Linked DNA regions of Zea mays: all the other regions are linked to region 1. Evidence: chromatin contacts called from public Hi-C data. All regions are on one chromosome and are shown on one strand. Each heading gives the region's core, a stretch centred on a gene start, on an enhancer-like site or on the middle of the called end of the contact. The rest is flanking DNA. Distances are from core to core; before and after follow the strand shown.

Region 1 (3,066 bases), core at 397-2,896:
GTGAGCCCGGATGGCCCAACAACGTTGAGCAAGCAACCACAACAGAAGACCCGACTTTCCCGCGCCGGAGCCCCGTACAACGGAACCAGGCGAGGATAAGTCGGCAGAACTATAGGAAGATAGGCTCAATCAGTTCACTATCTCTTAGGTGCAGTTTGTTATCTCATCCGCATGTATTGCCTCACGGTCGAATATATAAGGCCTAGGGGGCACCCCTTCAGAACGATCGATCTCACCACTCATCCATTCACCCCAACTCTCTATTCTCTAGTGTTAGAGAGCTCCCTTGTAATCCACCACGTAAAACATTCTCACCAGGATGTAGGGTGTTACGCATCTCCAAGCGGTCCAAACCTGTAAACATTGTCCATTGTTCCTCGTGCATCCGGCACGAACCATTTAGCTACAGTCGGCGACACCGTCCTACTCCTAAAAACACCTTGAGGGGCAACCCCGGGTGTGCGGTCGGACCCAAAGCACCGACACTCGACATTGCCAAACACATCTCTGTCCACAATTTCTCAGGTGATATCAATGTTTATTTTGAATTTTATCTATGTCTTTTTCTATAAAAGGATTCATTAACATGGATAAGTCTTCTTGAGGGGCATTATGATGGAGGCATGTACTCTCTCAAACAATATGATGGTGCCACCCTCAAACAAACCCTAATTGGTTGATCTACCAGTCGCACCCAATAACATGCTTATGTTAGTTACCCCTCGTCTCAAGTTGTTTAGTTGATTATGCATCTTAATAATATTTCATGTCCTAAAGAGTCAAAGTCATCCATTTTTAGTGCCTAATATGTAGCTCAAAGTTAGCAATTGACCTATAATATCTAGGCGTCGTCTCCTAGTCAACTATGGCGTCGTCGAGATAGTTATCTTAGTTCAATTTAATTTATCATTAGCTATTTTGTAATACATTCTTGTAATGTAATAAAGATTATGATATTCGTCTCTATACACCGAGTCATTATATGTGTGGACTTGATTATAACGCACATATGAGATGTATCTGGATTTCGCTTTAAATACGGGTGTGACAATAACATCAGTCACCTATTTTTGTGCCAACCTCATATTTTATCGGTTCTCTAAACACGTGGATGTCGATTATTACTTTGTATATGATCATCCGATCATGTCTCCACTCAATAACTTGGTGTGCGGGTCGTTTCATAAGGTTCAGATTGTAGATATTATGATCAAGCCCTTATCGGTTCATAAGAATTTTGTTATAATTTGGATGTGCAGGGAGCAAAAGGATAAGGTGCAGTTACTATTCTAGCTTCTTGCTCGACGATGCGCTAGGGGTCTAGGGCAGCTGGCAATGAAGCCGAACAAAAATCCCGAATCGACAGCCTTTAAATGTCACATAAATCGCCACGACGAAGAATTGAGCAGCACCGTCCCCCACCCATCTCAGCTGCCAATTCTCCTATCCGACAGCTTGCAGGACGGATACTAATAACCGTCGATAGCACGCAGGTTCTTGCATCCGACGGCTCAGAAAGCCAGCCTCTCACGGGCTGCTCTACGCCTCCCGGGCCACCTGGCTACCCGGCCATCATAAAGAGGCGGCCTCCCGCCCCTCCTCTCCTCGCGCTGCTTGCTTGTCCGTTGTCGCAGAGAGAGAAAGAGTGGGATGGCAATGGAGAGGTCGTTGTCGTGCGCGGAGAGGGGCAGCCAGTACGGCGCCGGGGCGGGGGCGGGGGCGATGAACCTCCGGAGCTACAGCGCCTCCTACGAGCGACCGACGACAGCGGCGCCGTCCACGGTGCAGCGCGCCAGGAGCGTGAGCTCGTGGAGCACGCCGCCGGCGCCGCCGCCCGTGCAGCGGGCCGGGAGCACCAAGAGCGGCCCCACCGCCGCCGCCGGTGGCCGGGCCGCCCCGGGGCTGAACCTGCGCTCCTACAGCGCCTCCTACGCGGCCTCCTACGGGCCCACCCTGGCCGATACCGGCGGGCAGCTGAAGCGCTCCGGCAGCGTCACCAACTGGACCTCCGCCAACCGCCGCTCCGTCAACCTGAGGGGGTACGCCCCGTCCTTCGCCGCGATGGACGACACCGCCGGCGCGGTCCCGGCGCCCAGGAGGAAGCTGCGGGCGGGGGCGGACGACGCCGAGGTGCAGCGGCGGCGGCTGGTCGTGTACAAGACGTACGGCGTGGAAGGGAAGGTCCGGGAGTCGGTGCGCCGCGGCGTCAGCTGGATCAAGGGCAAGTGCTCCGGCGCGGCCTACGGCTGGTGGTGATCGATCGCCAGCTCCATCGCCGTGCCCACCGGCCTATCGGAGTGGTACTACTACGGTACGGTCTACCATATGAGCTGGTGCACTGCATGCCCACCGCCGCACCAGTACCTCCTGTTACTTGTTCTTGGAGTTAGGAGTTTTTTTAATCTTTAGGAGATGGATTTGGTTGTATGTAGTAGCATACTAGCATGAGCTGTGGAGCTTCTTCTCTTGGTGAGTGATCTCGTGTCTTGTGAGGGAAGGAGGAAGTTCATGCTGTGGGTGTCCTACTCCTCTTTACAGAACAGATATCTGGACTCTGGTCTATGTAAATATAGGTGCTGCGTATGTATATATGTGTGTATAGAATAAGATTTCTGTAAATTATTACTACTACTACAGGCAAGACTGCTGTTGATGGCCTCTTTGAAAAGGCCGGCTTCGGATTCACTATTGTAACTGTATCTCAGAAGCCGGTGAAGTGATCAAATCCTGACCTGCTCCTCCATCGTCTAGTGCTCTAGACTGATTTGGTGATCAGAGACATGTGGGGGAGGAATACCCTTACTATTCAAATTTAAATAGCAAGAGGATTAGGATTCATGATCATCAAATCAACCCCTAGTTTGTTTTGCTGCCATACTAAACAGTGACGCAGCATCATACGTGTCAGGAAGAAGGTCTGAATTTGTGGCAGCACATATATACCGCAAATGGAACGGGGGTGTCACAGTAGGATTCAGAATTTTCATCAGCCAGCAGATTTCTAGCCTGTAATCTTGGTTCCTTCTCGTTCAGTTTTTTTCTTCTTCTTCAGATTCGAGCTAAAAC
Region 2 (3,066 bases), core at 256-2,755, 380 kb after region 1:
ATCACTATAAACCCTAAACCTAAGCTTAGTTATTGTGGTGCCTCACCGTAGTATTTCTTTTGTTCTTTTTTATTTGTCACGTTTTAGTTAAAAAAAATAAATAGTTGACGATAAATATTCGAGAGCGGCGGTAGTATTTTATTAGCGGGGACATTGTTTGAGCGTTAAGTCAAATGCATTTGGCTAGGGAAACACATGTTCCAAAAAAACATAATATATTTGAGGCCTTATCTGCTAGGACTTCAGTCAACTTAAGTTTCTTTGGCTACTTGATATAGTGTGGCTATAGTACTAAAGCTAGAGCGATAAAATGATATACTAGAAGATATCCTAGGTGCCGCTTATTATTTATTTATTTATTTCACTTTAAAGAATATATTTGCAATAATTTAGTTTTAAGGAAAAAATATTAGGGACCCACTATATATCGTCCACCCGTCACACGTGTATGTTAAAAGGGCTTGACATGTACATTTTATCCTCTCCTTTCCACACAGCCCATGCCATCGCCTCACACTGTCAACACCGTTGCATCTGCCCTGTCGTCTCAGTCATCACCCTTGACTGTGACCACCTCCATCTAAGCCTCCTCTTTTTTAGATTCAACACAAAAAGCGCCCTCACCTCCAAAACTTCCCGATTTAGGACGATGCATCTACACCTCTACGACTATGTTAAACTCACTCTCCTCCTCTTTTGACCAATGCTCCTACCACATATGCGTCGTCAAATTGACTTTTTCCGTTGCTTCATGGGTGGCTTTCCACCGCTTACACCTCTATCGTCGTCTTGACCACTGTCGCTGTTGGTGTCATACACTCTCCAAAAAAGCCTCTTTCTACCACCACGAAAACTCTCGAACCCTGATGTACGATGTAGTCATGGCAACCACCACCCTCCGTCATTGTCTTGACCACCACCATCGTCGTAGGCTCTCCAAAAAGCCTATTTCTACCACCATAAAAACCGTCGAACCCTACGGTGGTGTAGTCATGGCAACTCGCATATTTTTGTTTGGACTAAGCATTTATCATTTTTTATTAATAATAACAACTTGCTATATGCTAGTTTTGTCCTATGCACTAGCTAGTCACAATGTCTCCAGTATTATCTTCTATATCTGTTCTTTACATTCTTCTCAAATGATTTTTTCCTCTATATATCACATTTCTCTCCAGCAACATCCTATACATCTCCCTCTATACGTAAATATCTATATTAAAGACATATTTTATTTTAATTTTTTTGTATACTTATTTGTTATACTCTTTGTATATATTTTAGTTTTACTAAAACTGTTGTTTAAAATATTAAAATAGATAAATGAGCGTAGAAAGAATCTCTCTATTACATATAGGATGGAGTGCTACCGTCTTTGATAGGGATGGTGGACTGTTTAACATGGCGAATGAAGCGAGCAGTCAAATGTGCAACGGGTGGGCTGGGCTGGGATGCAATAATAGGGAAGTGCAGGAATGGCGGAGCGAATATAGAACAGTGAAAGGGCAGTCCTCCGCCCCGAAAGGCAACAATGAGAGGAGAGGGAGGGAGGCCGCGCGCCTGGCTCGTCCTCCCCCTTGCTTCCTTCCGTCGTTTATAAGCGACGGCAACACAGGCGAAGAAGACGGGGGGAGAAAGGGGCGCACGAGGCAATTTATAGGGAGGAAGAGGAGGGGCCGGGCCTGAGCAGAGCAGGCCGGACCAGCCATCTCTCCTCTGAGGCGTCGAGGGGAGGCGGCGCCCGAGATGGGGGACTCCGGCGGCTCCGTCGTGTCGGTCGACGTCGAGCGCATCTCCTTTGGCGGCAAGGTCCGCACAACGTCCCCCCCCCCTCCTCCTCCGCTCCGATTCTTTGTTTCTCGGCTGTTCCAGCGCTCCCATGCGAATTTTCCTCTCTCCTGTTCTTGCTAGCGTTGGGTCTCGTCCTCTCGGCTCTCGCCCTCTCGGTGGGTGGTATCTGCTGGTGGTTTGGGAGGGAGGGAGAAGGGATTGGGCCCTTGAAATTTCGTGCCCCCCCCCCCCCCCCCCCGGTCGTAATCGTATTTCGTGTGTCTCGTCGCATTGCGTTTCCGTCTCTGTTGCGGCATTTGGTCGGTTCAGCTTCAGCACGTTCTTTCGTTCTTGCTCATGGATTCATCTTTTTTTACTGTGGCCCTATAAAACAATCAGACAGCAGCCCACGACGCGGAATCTTGGCAAGGCCGCCCCCCCACCCCACCCCCGCTTGCTCTTGCGACCCGCGATTCGTGAAGCTGCATTTCGTCTGCTCTCCGCTGAAGCAGCAGCAGCAGCCGCCTACCTTTTAGCTCCGTCTCCGAGATGGTGGATCCCTCGCTTCCGCGTCACCAACTCACCACCACCACCACGACGCCTTTATCACACGATTTTAGCGCTAAAGGTTCTGGCCCGGCGCTCTTGCGTGCTGATTCGGTGTTCTAACCACCACTTCCCTTGTGTCTCTTGTTTCAACCGGGGTTCTTAAACTGTCTAGTTCTTATTTGTTTGGTAGTGGTTCAACGTGGAGCGGTTTCTTACTCGGCGAACGACCGACAGCTTTGGAAATTGGCCACCTACTGTGTTTCTTAATTAGTGGAGTAATATAATAAACAAAAGCAGTGCGCGGCTTTTGTTTTTGCTGTTGCTAATTTTAACACAAAAAAAACGTTTACCTGAAACTCGTTTGCCGTAGGAAGATTCTATTCAGTTTGGACTAGTGCCTGAGTAAACGGGTGAAAAATTTTAAGTGTAGTTTACAAGCCCCTTTTCGATGTGGATTTCTCTAATAACTTCCAATGGTATGCTTGTGAGCCGGCAGTCAAATCATTCCTCAGTACAATATTTATTGTGGAGCAATCATCTGCAGTTCGAATCGTGTTATGCATCACTCCTGTTTGCTGTCCTGGAAGGCAACGGCTGTGGAACGATCACCTTTAGGACCACTTCATCATGATGAAACTATTGTATTATCCTTCTCTTCCGGCAGCATCTTGTCAGCCTTTTAGTATTATTATATATATACATACAGATAAAACAGAGATCCTTCCATCATTAAGTCATCACCTTTGC
Region 3 (3,066 bases), core at 379-2,878, 310 kb after region 1:
TCATTCTACATCATTTCATTTACATTTCCTTTTGAAGACCTTCGTCGTTCACACTAACACCTTGAAGAAGTGTTAAGTCAAGGACGAAGTTTCTCATACTTAATTTGTGTTGCCTTTATTTTCAACGCCTTAAGGGGATTGAAATCAAGCACCCAACACTCACATTTAGGCTATGTTCGTTTTGTCTAAATCCGTGGGGATTGAAAATGATTAGAAGGGATTGGAGAAGATTTTGAGTGCTGAATCGAACATGGCCTTATGGGTGTTTGGTTCCAAGGACTAAAGTTTAGTACGTGACCAATGTCATCGCATGCCCCAGATGTTGGGTACTTAACGGTGTCGTTGTCTTGTGCTCTAGCGCTTCCACGAGCGAGACAATGTCGCTGTCCATGTAGGTCACACAATAGCCCTAGTAGCGGCCCCTATGCTCCCTGTTCGCTCCTTGCGGCCTTGCCTCGTTGATAGTGATCAGAGCAACCTCGCGTCCACACCCTCGCGGCGCACATGGCACTGACGTGTGCCATTTGCTTGCTGGGATCCAACGACCTCTGTCGAGTCGCACCTCCGCGGCGTGCATCCACTCTAGCTCTACGCGAATCACCTATGCAAGTACACGAATATACGCACGAACACCTCAACCGTCGACCCTACCGCGTTGCCCTCGACCAGCGTTGGCGGGGATCGCGGGAGTGCCGTTATGATCCGGCCCTCCCCGACCAACTTTTAGTATACATAACTGTATATATCATACAATATTTTTTACAATATAGTATCAACGAATTACATGCCCCATGAGCCGTAATTCTGGCTCTACCCATGGCACCTGTATGCATGCAGAAGAAGCCGACGCCGAAGGCGTTGTAGGTGCGACCTCCCGATTCGTGGGCTTGTGTTTGTGCAAAAAATGTCAAGCAACGTTTTTTTGCCACGATCGTGTGATCTGGGGACAACAATTGCCCATACCAAATGAAGTAGAGCGTGTGCCATCACAACACACGGGACGACGGTACGTCCGAAAGTCACCGACCGTGTGCCATCACAACATATGGACACTATAGTGGGCGATGGAAATAACCATACATATTTTACGTGTGTCTCACGACAACACACAAAAATTGTGCTTTATAGAAGTAGAGATAAAGATAGAGATAGAGAAGAGATATAGATAGAGATAGCGATAGAGAAAGATATATAAACATATTATATAGACAATATTTTTTTTTACGTAGTCAGATGAACTACTCTAGTTTTTACACAATACATCCTAATCAGGTGTGTTTGGTTTCTAGAGACTATTTTTTATTAATCCTATTTATTTCATTTTAATGTCTAAACCGCCAAATATAAAAATCTAAATCTAAGATTTAATTCATATATGTGATAATTTAAGAAATAAAATAGAATAAAATTGAGGGACTAAAAATTAGACTCTAAAAACTAATTAGCTAAAAAATGTTTATAGTATGTCCAAATTCGTATCAAATAGATCGCCATATTATGTCCAAATTGTAAACCGCCATGTTTCACAGGAATGTGCACTACTGTGACAATTTGGAGAAAATAAAATCAAGGGGCGAGCTCTACAAATGTCGACACCTTGTCTGCAAGGGTTTTTCGCCGTCTTATCCCTTCGTCCACGCTCCCTGCAGCCGCCGCCCAAACCCTAGCAACCCGTCCTCCGCCATGGCCGACGACCACTACTCCTCTAAGAGGAAGTACGACGACCCCTCGCCGCCGCCGCGGCGCACGGGGTTCTCTTCGGGCCCGCCGCCTGCCTCGCCGCTCGCGGGCGGCGCCCCGTCGTACAACAGCGTGCCACCGCCCCCCGATGAGATCCAGCTCGCGAAGCAGCGCGCGCAGGAGATCGCGGCGCGGATCTTTAACGCCGCAGAGGCCAAGCGTCCTCGCGTCGACAACGGCGACGATGACAGCGGCGGCTTCGGTGTAGGCCTGGGCAGCACTGGTGGCGGTGGCCGCATCGGCGGCGGAGGACTCGGCTTCTCGTCCTCTGCCGGTGGTGGTGAGTGGCAGGACTTACTCTTGTTGATCCCATTCTTGGTCGCGTAGATCTGTTTGTCTATGCTTGGTGGTGGACTCGGCTTCTCGTATAAAAGGATTGGTGGTGTTTTCTTTGCTCGGTTTACGATTTGATTTGGGGGATGGATCGATAGATCAATGTATGTGAGTTGCGGATGTTCAAACTTGGTTCATGTTTAATGAACTTGTCACCTGTGAGCTATTTAGAAGCACGGTCCTGTTGTTACGGTCTCCAATATTTTTTGATAACTCACACGCCACGATGCAGCTGTGGGGTGTTAATTTTTTCAAAACAAGCTGCAATTAAACTATTCAAGTCCAAGTCAATCAGCGTTCTCCACATTTTTTGTTAGTTTTACTAGCTCCTCGTGGGTTTGTTAGTTTTACACGCTCTACCTCATGGGGAAGTCTAGGAAAATCCTAAAATAGTTGTCATCTGTAGGAGTTAGATTTTTTATTGTATTCATTGCAATTACCGTGTAGTTTTTTTTCACAACATGCCATTTTCGAAACAGTTGCCATCTGCAGGAGTTAATTTTTTTTGTATTCGTTGTCATTATTGTGTAGTTTTTTCACAACATGCCATTTTCTGGATAGACTTGCAAGAAACATCTCAGTTATTATTGTGATCTTACAAAACCATAAGATTCATTTATCTGCTCACACATGGTGTATATGCAGATGTTTAATACCTTTGTTTGGCTGCCTTTTTTCTTTTTAATGTGGCATGAACACAAAATCGAACTGTTGCTGCATCCCAGCTCATTAGCCTGTCTTAACTTGAGTCTGATTGTATTCACTGTCTTAAAATAGTATGTTCATTCAATCTTAAATTCTGAAGTTAGCATGTTGTGAAGCTGTTGCTTTTGTGTTTATACATGCATCCCTTTCATTACCGTGACTCGTGGTCCAAACGAATTTAAATTGTTATTTTTCATAGTTCATAATTCAATAATCACCATAAATTTCGATGATAGCAAATGAATTCAGAATGCTGCTGGTTTCTGTATCAGGGCACGGGGCTTCTAT

What was found. A called contact is a pair of places that touch in the nucleus more often than the background predicts.
Region 2: a Hi-C map of tassel shows a contact between it and region 1, with 2.4 times the contacts expected there. The contact joins the promoter of LOCLOC100383387 here to the promoter of LOC100273352 in region 1. A contact is called at or near these places in 2 of 25 Hi-C or Micro-C datasets (ear and tassel).
Region 3: a contact with region 1 is called in a Hi-C map of ear, with 3 times the contacts expected there. The contact joins the promoter of LOC100279814 here to the promoter of LOC100273352 in region 1. A contact is called at or near these places in 4 of 25 Hi-C or Micro-C datasets (bundle sheath, ear, leaf and 1 more).

What each region holds. Positions count from the first base shown.
Region 1 is chr4:238,158,169-238,161,234 of Zm-B73-REFERENCE-NAM-5.0, reverse strand. It overlaps LOC100273352, which reads left to right and starts at 1,646. Exons shown (of 1, transcript NM_001159432.1): 1 at 1,646-2,630. The coding sequence starts at 1,651. The coding sequence ends at 2,256.
Region 2 is chr4:237,777,128-237,780,193 of Zm-B73-REFERENCE-NAM-5.0, reverse strand. It overlaps LOCLOC100383387, which reads left to right and starts at 1,505. Exons shown (of 10, transcript NM_001176042.1): 1 at 1,505-1,809. The coding sequence starts at 1,747.
Region 3 is chr4:237,844,436-237,847,501 of Zm-B73-REFERENCE-NAM-5.0, reverse strand. LOC100279814 reads left to right here and starts at 1,628. Exons shown (of 7, transcript NM_001152769.1): 1 at 1,628-2,020; 2 at 3,051-3,066. The coding sequence starts at 1,684.